Regions from separate parts of the Sus scrofa genome. Here all the other regions are linked to region 1. A link is a contact called in public HiChIP or PLAC-seq and promoter capture Hi-C data. All regions are on one chromosome and are shown on one strand. The core of a region is the stretch at or near the end of the contact, and the rest is flanking DNA. Distances in the headings are between cores, read along the strand shown. Region 1 holds the start of COG4 (component of oligomeric golgi complex 4). Region 2 holds the start of AARS (alanine--tRNA ligase, cytoplasmic). Region 3 holds the start of DDX19A (ATP-dependent RNA helicase DDX19A). Region 4 holds the start of EXOSC6 (exosome complex component MTR3).

Region 1 (2,807 bases), core at 185-2,684:
AGATCAACTTAATTTTTTTCCTAACATACTGACCGATTCAATGAATGCAAGCTTAGGAATGTTAAGAGTATTGAATTTTATAAAGTACATCTTGCTGAAAAGTCTATCGGCATTGGTATAAATTAATACTTGAAAACTCTCAAAGAGAGTTCCCGCCGTGGCTCAGTGGAAATGAATCTGACTAGGATCCATGAGGATGCAGGTTCCATCCCTGGCCTCCCTCAGTGGGTTAAGGATCTGGTGTTGTCACTGCAGTGGTTTGGGTTGCTGCTGTGAGGGGATTTGACCCTTGGCCTGGGAACTTCTACATAGAGTGGGTGTAGCAAAAAAAAAAAAAAAAGTACTGACGGGAGATCCTGTTGTGGCTCAGCAGTTAACAAACCTGACTAGCATCCATGAGGATGCGGGTTTGATCCCCGAACTCAAACAGTGGGTTAAGGATCCAGCAGTGCCAGTGACCTGTGGTGTAGGTCACAGACACCGCTTGGATCTAGCATTGCTGTGGTGTGGCATAGGCAGCAGCTACAGCTCCGATTCCACCCCTAGCCTGGGAACTTCCATATGCCGCGGGTTCAGCCCGAAAAAGTAAAAAAAAAAAAAAAAAAAGTACTGACAGCATTAAGTTTCATGGAAAAGTGAGGAAGGCTGCTGGACATAATATAGCCAGTGCCCCTGGTTTGACGCTATGCAGGGGTAGCTACAAGAACTGAAATAACTTATTCACGATTAGACAGTTGTTTCTGAGTTTTAACATCTCAAGATTCTACAAAGCCCTGCATTGAACTGAAACGCTAAAATTACACCCCCAAATCATTTCCCACAGTAGAAAGTCTTAAAACGCTTTGTTTATTTACAATGATTTCTTGCTGAAATGAGGTAAGGTGAAAGCGTTTCATCACTTTAAAATTTATAAGCCCTTACAACAAAGCCTTTATTCTTATTATGAAAAGCAAGCGTGTGAGGAGATGCCCTTAAGTCTAACTTTAGGACCGCGGAGAAATCTAATGATTAAGGGCCAGGGAAATCAACAGGGGGCGGGGCAGATCGCCCAGACAACACGAAAATATGCTTGGGGGCATCAGACGGAGATGTCGGATCGCCCCAATTACATTCAACCACACTCCTGCTTCTCGAGTAGATGCTTTTTTTGTTTCCTCGTAAAGAAAAGAACTTCCCACAGCCCTGATTTCCCAAGAATGACGGCTCCTAGGCCCACTGCCCCTGTATCCTCCTGGAAAGAGAAGCTCAGCCCCCCACCTCCTCGCCGCAGAGCCGTTCGTACACAGCCTCCAGCTCCTGAAGCTCAGTCAGAGAGCGAATGAGCTCTGTGGAGATTTCCGAGCAGCGGCCTCCTCCCACGCCTTCAGGCGGCGGAGGCACCCCTGACAGCTTCTGAGGAGAATCGAGGTCCGCCATCTTGATTCCCATTCCGCGCTTCCGGCCCTGGGAGGCCCCCTCCTCGTAGGCGCGCCACGTCCTTGGGGCTGCCCACGGGAGTGCCTAGTGAATTTGTATATATGTTTTTAAAAGCCTACTTAAAAAGGTCTATTAATTCCCTATTTTCCTGGGAAAAGTGACAGTCATAAAAATATGTTTAAGTAATTTTTCGTGCGGCGTGGAAGCAAGACTGAAGCATTAAAGAGATTTATATGTACATTCTTCAGGCGCCGGTTGAGGACCTTTTTTCCGTCGCGCGCCAATCGGAAGGTCCCTGTTTTAGGAGCTAATGGCGGATGCCGGCGGCTTGGGCTTAGCGGCGGATTAGGCCTTGAGGGGACTGAGGATCTGTTGGATATCTGCGCCATCCTCCTGGCTTCAGGGTAAAGAAGCAGCTTTCTGACCTCCCTAGGCCTGAAGAGGTGGAGAGCGGCCATGTAGAAGGGTGGGCCGAGCCTTTTGTAAGGGTTTCTGAGAGAGTTTAGGCCCGAGGACTATGGGCAAGCGTCTAGGAGGTGATGGAGGGGAACGCAGGAGGGCAGCTTCACGAACTTGTGTTTCGCGACCGTTCGCACTGTGGGAACTAAGCCTAGCTCAAAATAAGCTTTCTAGAGACTGCGTAGCTTTTAGGCTTTGGGGGAGATGTAAGAAGGGGCGGGAGAGACGTTTTCCACTGGAGAAAGTAAACGGCACACCGACGGGGAGGTGAAAGATCAAGGGTGTTAAAAGTGTCAAGGACGGAAACAGTCTTTGAAATCTAGACCCTTTGTATTTGTGCTTTGGTGCTTGGGCAACTCATTTCCTTCTTTGATCCTCAGTTTATCGCTTGCAAAAATGGGGATAATTATATCTATCTTGAAGACTTTGCAGAGTTTAAATGCGGTGATGTTCTTCTCGTACATGGAGAAGGGGTGGAGGAGCAATCACAGGCTCATTTCCTAATATTCATAGACAGCAGGTAGAATTGGGGGAAATCAAAATTTACCAAGTTTTGGTCGTTACTAGTTTCCGGTATGTAGTGCTTGGTTGATCTTCCTCTGAAATGCAATTTCCCTTGTTACCCAAGATAAAAGAATAGTTGGGGAACCTGGGTCCAGCTAGGTTTTGGGAAAATAAATTCCAAAGTTTGTACTAGATGCTGTTAGTTGTAAAGGAACTAGAAAGTAGGCTGAGTTTTTCAGTAAGTTATAAAGGGCGAAAAGTAGCCTAGGAGAAGGTTTTCCAAGCTTCCGAAGTGGTCTTTGGTTTCCTATGTTTGTTTTCTGAAAGATTCTGTATCTTTCATACAGTCAACCCTACAATATAGATCACATTCACAACAAGGTAGGGGTTTCGTTGTAAATTTTGTTCTTGATAACTGCAAGTTTGAA
Region 2 (2,700 bases), core at 111-2,610, 200 kb before region 1:
CAGATTCCACTTGCCAGCAGAAGCCATAAAGATCTTAAGTACTTTAAACCACAATGGCCTTTGGGTTTAAGGCTCCAGCCACCAGACCTTTCAACAGGCTCTAGACTTGCCAGGTAAGTTGACTGCCCTATTCCTCCTCTTTCCCTTTTCCTAGTTAATTTCTCATTGTTGGTATCTCAGTTTTTCTTTCTTTCTTTCTTTTTGTCTTTTTGCCTTTTCTAGAGCCGCTTCTGTGGCATATGGAGGTTCCCAGGCTACGGGTCTAATCGGAGCTGTAGCCGCCAGCCTACACCACAGCCACAGCCACGCGGGATCAGAGCCGCGTCTGCGACCTACACCACAGCTCACGGCAACGCGGCATCCTTAACCCACTGAGTAAGGCCAGGGATAGAATCCGCAACCTCGAGGTTCCTAGTCAGATTCGTTAACCACTGAGCCACGACGGGAACTCCAAGATATCTCAGTTTCAAAGAGACCTATTTAAGGAAGTCTTCTTGACCAGAGTCTCCCCCAATTTTATTCTCATAGCCCTAGGTGCCTTCTTTCTCAATTTCCACGTGCCTCTGAGGGCTTAACGTCCATCTCCCCAACAGGCTGTAAGTTCCAGCCCAGTGGGAATCAAGACTGATGGTTTTTGCTCATCATTACGGGTATATCCTCAGCACCCAATATGGTGGTTGTTAAGTAAGTATTTCACAGTAAAATAATCCTTTAATAGCGAATGAATTTAAAGCACACCGGAAATGCAGACCGTCTGAAAAAATAATAGCTGAACGTGATGGAGCACAGAAAGTGCTTTCAGAGGAGCCTGGACTAGTATCACCATTTAGCTAATTTTAAGGACGGCTCACAGCCTGATTCCACCGGTCTTGACCACCCTACCCGCAAGGGACCTGCGCAACCCCACCCGTCCCTAGGGGATTAAAACCTGTGGCGATTAAAAACCTCAGCTTTGGGAGGGTGGTCAATGACAACGATGATCCTTCCAAGGTCTTGCCCTCGGCGAGGTCCCTCTACCCCCAGCGGTGCTGAAGTCTAACAAAAGGCCGCTCTCCGCCTGCCCTGTCGCCCAGCGGTTGCCCCGGTTCCAGCCCAGGCCCCGGTTCGAGGTCTTAAGGGAGCCCGGCCCACGTACCAGACACGGGCCCTAGCCTCTGTTGCGGCGCCCCAGAACTCTCTCAGGGCCCCCGCCTCCTTCTCCCAGGGGCCGCGGCTCCTAATTCCTCCCTCAGAGCCCACCGCCAGGAGACTGCATTTACCTGTTCCCGCAGACACGCAGACACACCGAGCCCTGGCCACCAGCGGCCGCAACACGCACCGTCCGGTCCAACCAGAGCCCGCCGCTGGAAAGTGCCCCGCCGCGCCTTACCGTATTGGTCAGCCAACATGCCAATCAACTGGAGAACGAACCAGCTTGTCAGTTGGTTTCTGGGAAGGCGGCACTAAATTGGCTGATGCAATGGCCAAGAAAGTAGGGACTGGGACGTGTCACGTGACAAGTAAGGATGCGGACTCTGGAGACCGACATTTTAGTAGCCTTACGCAAAGTCCTAATAGTTGACATGGTTGATAAGGGGGAAGGGTGACGTGTGTTTGGTAGCGGTCACAGCTCTTAGTGTATAGTTGTGTTCCTTTTAGTTGCAGAGTGGTATGCAGACCTTAGAGATTCTGATATGTGGTGCCCATGGGTCCAGTTGTCCTTGTCAGACCTTCTTGGATTTGGTGTGGAGTAAGAAATAACTTACTCTTTGCGAGACAATTGAATTGGCGGCTGTTCTCGATTTGCCTTAGGAAAATAGCAAATATTTATATGCAAGTCATTATGTTAAACATTTCCTAGATTATTTTAATTTTTAAACTGCATATGAGGCAAGTCAACTGGCATCCCTTTTCCAAATGAGGTAACCGCCTTGCCTAAGCTCACACTGAAAGGTAAGCCTAAGAGCCAGGATTCAAACCTGTGTATACTGGAGTTCCTGTTGTGGCACAGCAGTAACGAATCTAAGAACCATGAGGCTGTGGGTTTGATCCCTGGCCTTGCTCAGTGGGTTAAGGATCCGGCATTGCCGGATGGGTTGGTGATAAGGTAATCCTGTAGCTTGGATTAGACCCCTAGCCTGGGAACCTCTGTATGCTGCGGGTGCGGCTCTAGAAAAGGCAAAAAGACAAACCCGTGCTTTGAGCCCATGACCTCAACCTCTCCACTGTTAACCTTTGTATCTAAATATGAAGGTATGAAATTGTGCTGTTGGACATAATTGGGTTAAAGATATTGTTACCAAATACAAGTTCACGTGCCTGACACACAGTGAGGTCAAACAAACTAAAACCTTGGAATTTGGAGCAGAGAAGGATTTATTTATTTATTTTTGTCTTTTTGCCATTTCTAGGGATGCTCCCGTGGCATATGGAGGTTCCCAGACTAGGGGTCGAATCAGAGCTGTAGCCACCGGCCTACGCCACAGCCACAGCACCGCGGGATCCCAGCCGCGTCTGCGACCTACACCAACAGCTCATGGTAATGCTGGCTCCTTAACCCACTGAGCAAGGCCAGGGATCGAACCCGAAACCTCATGGTTCCTAGTTGGATTCATTACCACTGCGCCACGACTGGAACTCCCAGAGAAGGATTTATTGCGGGGCCAGGCAAAGAGAAAGGGTGGCTTGTGTTTAAAACCCCCCAAATCCACAATTTGGGAG
Region 3 (2,700 bases), core at 198-2,697, 160 kb before region 1:
ATATAGAAGTTCCTGGGGCAGGGACTGAATCCCAGCCACAGCTTCAGCATCACAGGATTCTTTATCCCACTTGGGCCACAGTAGTAACTCCTAATGTTATATATTTTGAACTAAAATCATTTCGTTTGTTTGTTTGTTTTTTGTCTTTTTTCTAGGGCCGCTCCTGCAGCACATGGAGGTTCCCAGGCTGGGGGTCTAATCGGAGCTGTAGCTGCTGGCCTATGCCAGAGCCACAGCAACAGCAACGCGGGATCCGAGCTGTGTCTGCGACCTACACCATAGCTCACCTCAATGCCAGATCCTTAACCCACCGAGCGAGCCCAGGGATGGAACCCACAACCTCATGGTTCCTAGTGGGATTCGTTAACCACTGAGCCACGACGGGAACCCCTAAAATCTTTATTAGTCTATTCAACCATACATTAAAAAATATTTATTGAGAGTCTACCAAGTACCATGCACTTTTCCAGCTTCGTTAGTCAGCTGTGACAGATAAGAGCTTTGCCTTTGTTTGAAGAGTTAACATTTTAGTGGGGAGAGGCAAAAAGTAAACTGGAAACAAGATGATTTTAGATAGTGTGGAGACGTTCAATGAAGTGTTGTCAATTAATAACAGGACATGGGAAAAAACCTATATCCCATAAGAGGAGTAGAGAAAGGAGAGTTAGGTAATTTATGTGCTGTGAGACTGATGGAATATAACGACATTAAATCGATAATTATGACATTAAAAATACTTCGCCGGTATAGAAAAAGTCAAACTTAAAACCGTGTACTTTGTTTAGGACTATGTAAAACACCTGTGCTATGATGCACATGTACAGAAATTAGAAGGACCCAGGAGAAAAAGAATACGCTGTTGTACTTAGAATAGATTTACAAGGAGATCCTGCTGAATAGCATTGAGAACTATGTCTAGATACTCATGTTGCAACAGAAGAAAGGGTGGGGGAAAAACTGTAATTGTAATGTATACATGTAAGGATAACCTGACCCCCTTGCTGTACAGTGGGAAAAAAAAAAAAAAAAAAAAAAGAATACGCTGTTGTATTTTTTTGTGGTGGCATTATGGGGGTTTAAAGGCTTTTGCTTCGCTTTGGTTTTCTCTTACGCTTTATCTCGTTCGCACAGCAGAAACTGGTATGCTTCTAGGATTTTCCTTTGAGGAAAGCTTTACAGCTCAGAGACTAAAATATCTGTCATGACGCATGGAAGACTTAAAAAATAAAACTTACGTTATTTCAGTGTGACAGAGGGCAAAGAAGTGAAGGCTACAGGTTTCACTCCATACAGCTTAGGGCTCTTAAAGCACCAAGAGCTTGCTTCTTTGGAAACCGGCGGAAAAACATCGAGTTTGTGTACCAAGCCTGGCGGGCGAAGCCAGGGGAGAGGCGCGGCGCGCCGTGGCGCGCAATGGTGGCGTCTGGCGCCGGGCGGTAACTGACGTCACCTTCGCGCACCGCCGCTTCCGGTCCGCGAGAGTGTGGTTCTCGCGCTCCAGAGGATTAAAGTCTGGTGTTGCTGCGCTTGCCGTGGTTGTTTTCGCGTGTCGGCCTTCCAAGTCCGGGACAATGGCCACAGACTCGTGGGCGCTGGCTGTGGACGAACAGGAAGCGGCTGTGAAGTCGGTTAGTGTCTTCAGCTCCAGTAGGGGCGAACGTGACAGGGTAATAGGGCCCAAGCAAACCCTCTTTGGAGTCCAGGGAGCTCCCTGAGTTGGGCAGGCCCGTGGCCCACACACCCCTAAGGTTTGCTGTGGGGAATCTTAGGCCTGATTTTCGGCTAAGGCTGAGAGACTCATATGGAGCCTTTTCTCTTGATCTGTGCCAGTTAAAGACTTTCATCCTATGGCAAATCTATCCCTGGTAGTATGCTCTTTCCTGCATTGCACATTCTTCTAAGTGAGGATTGTAAGGAAAAGGCACATTTAGATGCTGATTCTTTTTCATGTGTTTTCGGAGTGATTCTGTGCTACTCTTACTAACGTTTTTTAGATGTGTGCTTAATACTGTTGGCATTTTGTAGCACTTTGCAGAATAACAGATTCAGCTTTATATTTAGTGTTTCGATCTGTTGCAAACGTTGGGGGAAGGCACTACAAAATTGTTTCATTGGTGTATGAAGTGACGTTTAATGTCATTACTGGATCTTTGATTAATGAAAGTCCATTCAACGGGAAAGTAATTATAGTTTAGAAACTGTAACTTTATGTTCTTATCTCTAAGCTACATCTGTTTAGTGGTAATGGACTATTGATTTTAAGAATACAGGGTTGTCTGATTGTTTTTGTTTTTTGTAGTCTGAAATCTTATGTAACCTTTTAATGTATAAATTACATTTCTTCTCCAGTCATCCTTTATTGCTTTGGGAGGATTTTCAGTTTCTCAGCAGAAAGTTGAAATGGACTAAATCCAGGAAAGAAGCTTTCAGTCTCGTTAGGAAGGCTAGAATGTGAGAAGTGCTGTGAAAATGGTGAGAAAAATATAATAAATGAACTCTGAGTGGGGAGAGAATGTTTATGAGTAGGAAAATCAGAGAAATTCCTTGTGAAGAAGTTTACGTTTGTGCTGGATAGTAGAGAATAATTAAGATGGAAATGAAAGTAAACAGCCTTTTAGAATGCACATAAGTGCTGGACTTCCATAGAGAACAGAAGTCAGAACTCATTTTTGCTGCAGCTTAAGGCTATTGGGTTGTAGT
Region 4 (2,833 bases), core at 72-2,571, 230 kb before region 1:
TTAGTTCAGATAGAAGTGGGAAGACACAACCCCCTTGTCTATTATCTCAAAAGCAGGCCCATTAGATAGGAGACAGTCACTAAGTGGCCCGCACAGGGTCCATCCCTCACAAGGCACTAGCTGCAGGTTCCCGTTTTTCAGGCAAGTCCACCTAAAGTCCTTTCCACCTTGGAAATCAGACTGCAGTAGCAGGTTTCTTCAACTGGGTCGTAGCTGAGCGCCAACCCAATTAGAAAAGTTTCTTAAACGATAGTTTATAAAACAAACAACAAAAAAAAAAACACAGCTGTCCGGCACATCAGTTCTGAGCGCACTTTCCCAGATCCTCTCCCGGGCTCTAGTTCTTGGCTCAGCGCCGTCTGCAAGCCGACGGCTCGGGTTCTTTCGGCGACAGCGGTAGCCTGCTCCTCGGCGTCGTTGCTCACACTTATGGTTCAAGGCGGCGCGGAGGCGCCCCTCCGGCGGGCGGCCCGTACCAAGCACTGCTGCAGAACTGGGTAGAGGCGCTGGCAGCCCTCGAGACCCAGGCGCACGGCTTCTGCCCAACTCTCTGTCGGGCCACCCTCCCCGCTGCCCAGCAGCCCGGCCACCTGGTTAAGCACCGGCATGAGCGCCACGGTGAGGCTGGCGGCGGCGCGTTCCTCCTCGAGCAGCGTGGGGTCCAGCAGCCAGGTGGGTGCGGGCCCAGGAGTGTGGCTTAAGCCGCAGCCCACCACCAGGTCGTACATCTCTATGCCCGCGTCGGCCAGGGCGAGCGCGGCGGCCGTGAGAGCGGCGGCCAACGCCGAGCCGCCGTCCTCGAGCAGCAGCGCCGACACTTCAAGCTGCGCGCGCGGGTAGCGACCCAAGCGCACGGCCGGCTCGAGCGCCTCCTGCAGCGCCAGCGCCAGCTCACGCTCCTCGCCGCCGCCTGGGGGAGCGCGGCGCCGTCGGCCCGAGAAGGGCGCGCGGCGGAAGTCGCAGAGCAAGCGGCCCCGCAACGCGGCCGGGGCCTCGCCGCCCGTTCCGGCCGGGCCGCCGCCGCGCTCGCCGCCCTCGGCCTGGCGTGGGCCGGACACGGCGCACAGCACCTTGGTGCCTCCAGCCTCCAGGTAGGCCGAGCCCTTGGCTTGACTCAGTAGCCCGGCGCGCGCGTACACGGGCCGCAGCCGCGTCGGGTCACGGGCGGCTGGCTCCTCGTCCTCGCCGACCGCGTACAGCTGCGGCGGCTGCGACTCCTCAGGCCCGCGGATGCGGCGGTGGTCCCCGGGCATGGCAGCACCTAGAGTACAAGCCACTTCCGCCCGTCCTGCCTCGCGCGCCTGCTCTTCCGCTCGCTTAAAGTCGCGCGCCCGCGCGAGGGCTGTCGGGATAGCAGCGGGCGGCGCTGCACTGACCCCTGCCGCCCCGGAGGGAGAACGGCGAGCGCTGTAGAGCCCCAGGCAGCAGCGAGGACACCAGGTGCTTCGTGGTTGGGTGGCTGTGAGGCAGGCCTGCAGAAGTGGGACCTAGACCTGCTTGGCCGACCTTTAGCCGATGTGAAATTGTAGTCATTTTAATTTTGCATTTATTTGTATGATTATTTTTTTGTTTTTTGTTTTCTTTTTTTGCCATCCCACAGCATGTGGAGTTCCTGGGCTAGGGATCAGCCAGTCACAACGAAAGCCACAGCTGTGGCAACACCACATCCTTCACCCACTGTGCTGGGCTGAGGATCGAAGGGTCCCAGCGCTCCCAAGACACCAATGATCCCACTGCACAACTGGAACTCCCGTGTGACAATTTTCTGTTTCCTACTGCCTTGCCTAAGAGTGCAGTGACCTTTTGTCTTGGTCACTGCTGTACTGTCAGTGCCCTGGCTGGCATAAACGCTTGCTAATGAATAAATGGAACTGTCTCCTGCACTGGATTGTGAGTTCTTTGTATCCCTGACACTCCATACCAGGCATGCAGCTGCTGCAGTCAGGGCCTCAGCACCTTCCTTCTACCTAGCTCTCATAACTCCGTGTGAGAACAGCCTTTCATTCCCAGGCCTTGTGACTGTTGGCCTCTGCTGCTTCAGCTGCCATAGACCTGCTTTTCCTCCTCTCTCCAAAGTCAGCAGGACTGAGAAATGACCCTCGGCCTCAGAGCCAGCCTGCTGTACCCAGTGGACTGGAAATCAGCCAGAGGGGGCACAACCAACTACTATACACTGCTGCTTCCAAACCTAGCTGTCTTCAGACTTGGGTGAAGGGGCAAACCAGGTCAGAGTCTCCATCCTCAATGTCCAACTTTTAAGTCCTGGAACCAGGAATGAGGGGACAGGCAAAGGAGTGGAGGGAAGCAAGTGATCTACCCTAAATGCCTCCTATACCAAAGAATGCTTCTGATCTACACCCAACCTGCACACCAAGAGGAAGAGGGATATGGGCCTAAGAAATGGAAAGGTTTTCCTACAAGAGGCTCCAAGGAGATTCTCTCTGCCTCCAATAATCCCTTGAATCACCTTCCATTGAATGATGAATGCCTCTCTTCATCTAACCCCCCTATTCTGTGGGCCACCTCTACATGTAAGTCCTGAGCCATTATTCCCAAAGTTCAGGGGTCTAGGGCTAGACTTGGCAATGGCTGCAACCAGAAGCCAGTTGGAGCACTTATTCTACAGACACCCGGGGAGCCACAGGCTCTCACACCAGGGGTGCCTATGGGTAGGATGTGCGGGAGGGAAGGGAGAGAAGCGATCATGTGGCATTATCAAGTATTGCACATGGTCCTTTTATTCTCTGCAGCAAAAAATGATTCCTTCCTGCAGGCCCAGAACCTTGGGTCTACAGAGAACTCTTTCTATAGACACAAGCTTGACAACGATAAA

What was found. Promoter capture Hi-C pulls out the DNA fragments that hold promoters and counts their contacts. HiChIP or PLAC-seq counts read pairs in DNA pulled down with a chosen protein or histone mark.
Region 2: a contact with region 1 is called in an H3K27ac HiChIP or PLAC-seq map of alveolar macrophages. The contact joins the promoter of AARS here to the promoter of COG4 in region 1. A contact is called at or near these places in 1 of 5 promoter capture datasets (liver), 2 of 47 Hi-C or Micro-C datasets (embryonic fibroblasts and skeletal muscle) and 2 of 2 datasets of contacts at active chromatin or transcription factors (alveolar macrophages and skeletal muscle).
Region 3: a contact with region 1 is called in an H3K27ac HiChIP or PLAC-seq map of alveolar macrophages. The contact joins the promoter of DDX19A here to the promoter of COG4 in region 1. A contact is called at or near these places in 2 of 5 promoter capture datasets (fetal skeletal muscle and liver), 1 of 47 Hi-C or Micro-C datasets (brain) and 1 of 2 datasets of contacts at active chromatin or transcription factors (alveolar macrophages).
Region 4: a promoter capture Hi-C map of fetal skeletal muscle shows a contact between it and region 1, with 8 times the contacts expected there. The contact joins the promoter of EXOSC6 here to the promoter of COG4 in region 1. A contact is called at or near these places in 3 of 5 promoter capture datasets (fetal liver, fetal skeletal muscle and liver), 1 of 47 Hi-C or Micro-C datasets (embryonic fibroblasts) and 1 of 2 datasets of contacts at active chromatin or transcription factors (alveolar macrophages).

The regions. Positions count from the first base shown.
Region 1 is chr6:13,523,008-13,525,814 of Sscrofa11.1, forward strand. COG4 (component of oligomeric golgi complex 4) reads right to left here and starts at 1,435. Exons shown (of 19, transcript NM_001244337.1): 1 at 1,258-1,435. The coding sequence starts at 1,428. SF3B3 (splicing factor 3B subunit 3) reads left to right here and starts at 1,512. Exons shown (of 26, transcript XM_021093803.1): 1 at 1,512-1,820.
Region 2 is chr6:13,320,063-13,322,762 of Sscrofa11.1, forward strand. AARS (alanine--tRNA ligase, cytoplasmic) reads right to left here and starts at 1,361. Exons shown (of 23, transcript XM_021093791.1): 1 at 1,260-1,361.
Region 3 is chr6:13,367,191-13,369,890 of Sscrofa11.1, forward strand. DDX19A (ATP-dependent RNA helicase DDX19A) reads left to right here and starts at 1,448. Exons shown (of 12, transcript XM_003126869.5): 1 at 1,448-1,628. The coding sequence starts at 1,572. LOC102160376 (a long non-coding RNA gene) reads right to left here and starts at 1,423. Exons shown (of 3, transcript XR_002344513.1): 1 at 1,236-1,423.
Region 4 is chr6:13,295,621-13,298,453 of Sscrofa11.1, forward strand. EXOSC6 (exosome complex component MTR3) reads right to left here and starts at 1,322. Exons shown (of 1, transcript XM_021093792.1): 1 at 1-1,322. The coding sequence starts at 1,253. The coding sequence ends at 435. AARS (alanine--tRNA ligase, cytoplasmic) reads right to left here. Exons shown (of 23, transcript XM_021093791.1): 23 at 2,716-2,833.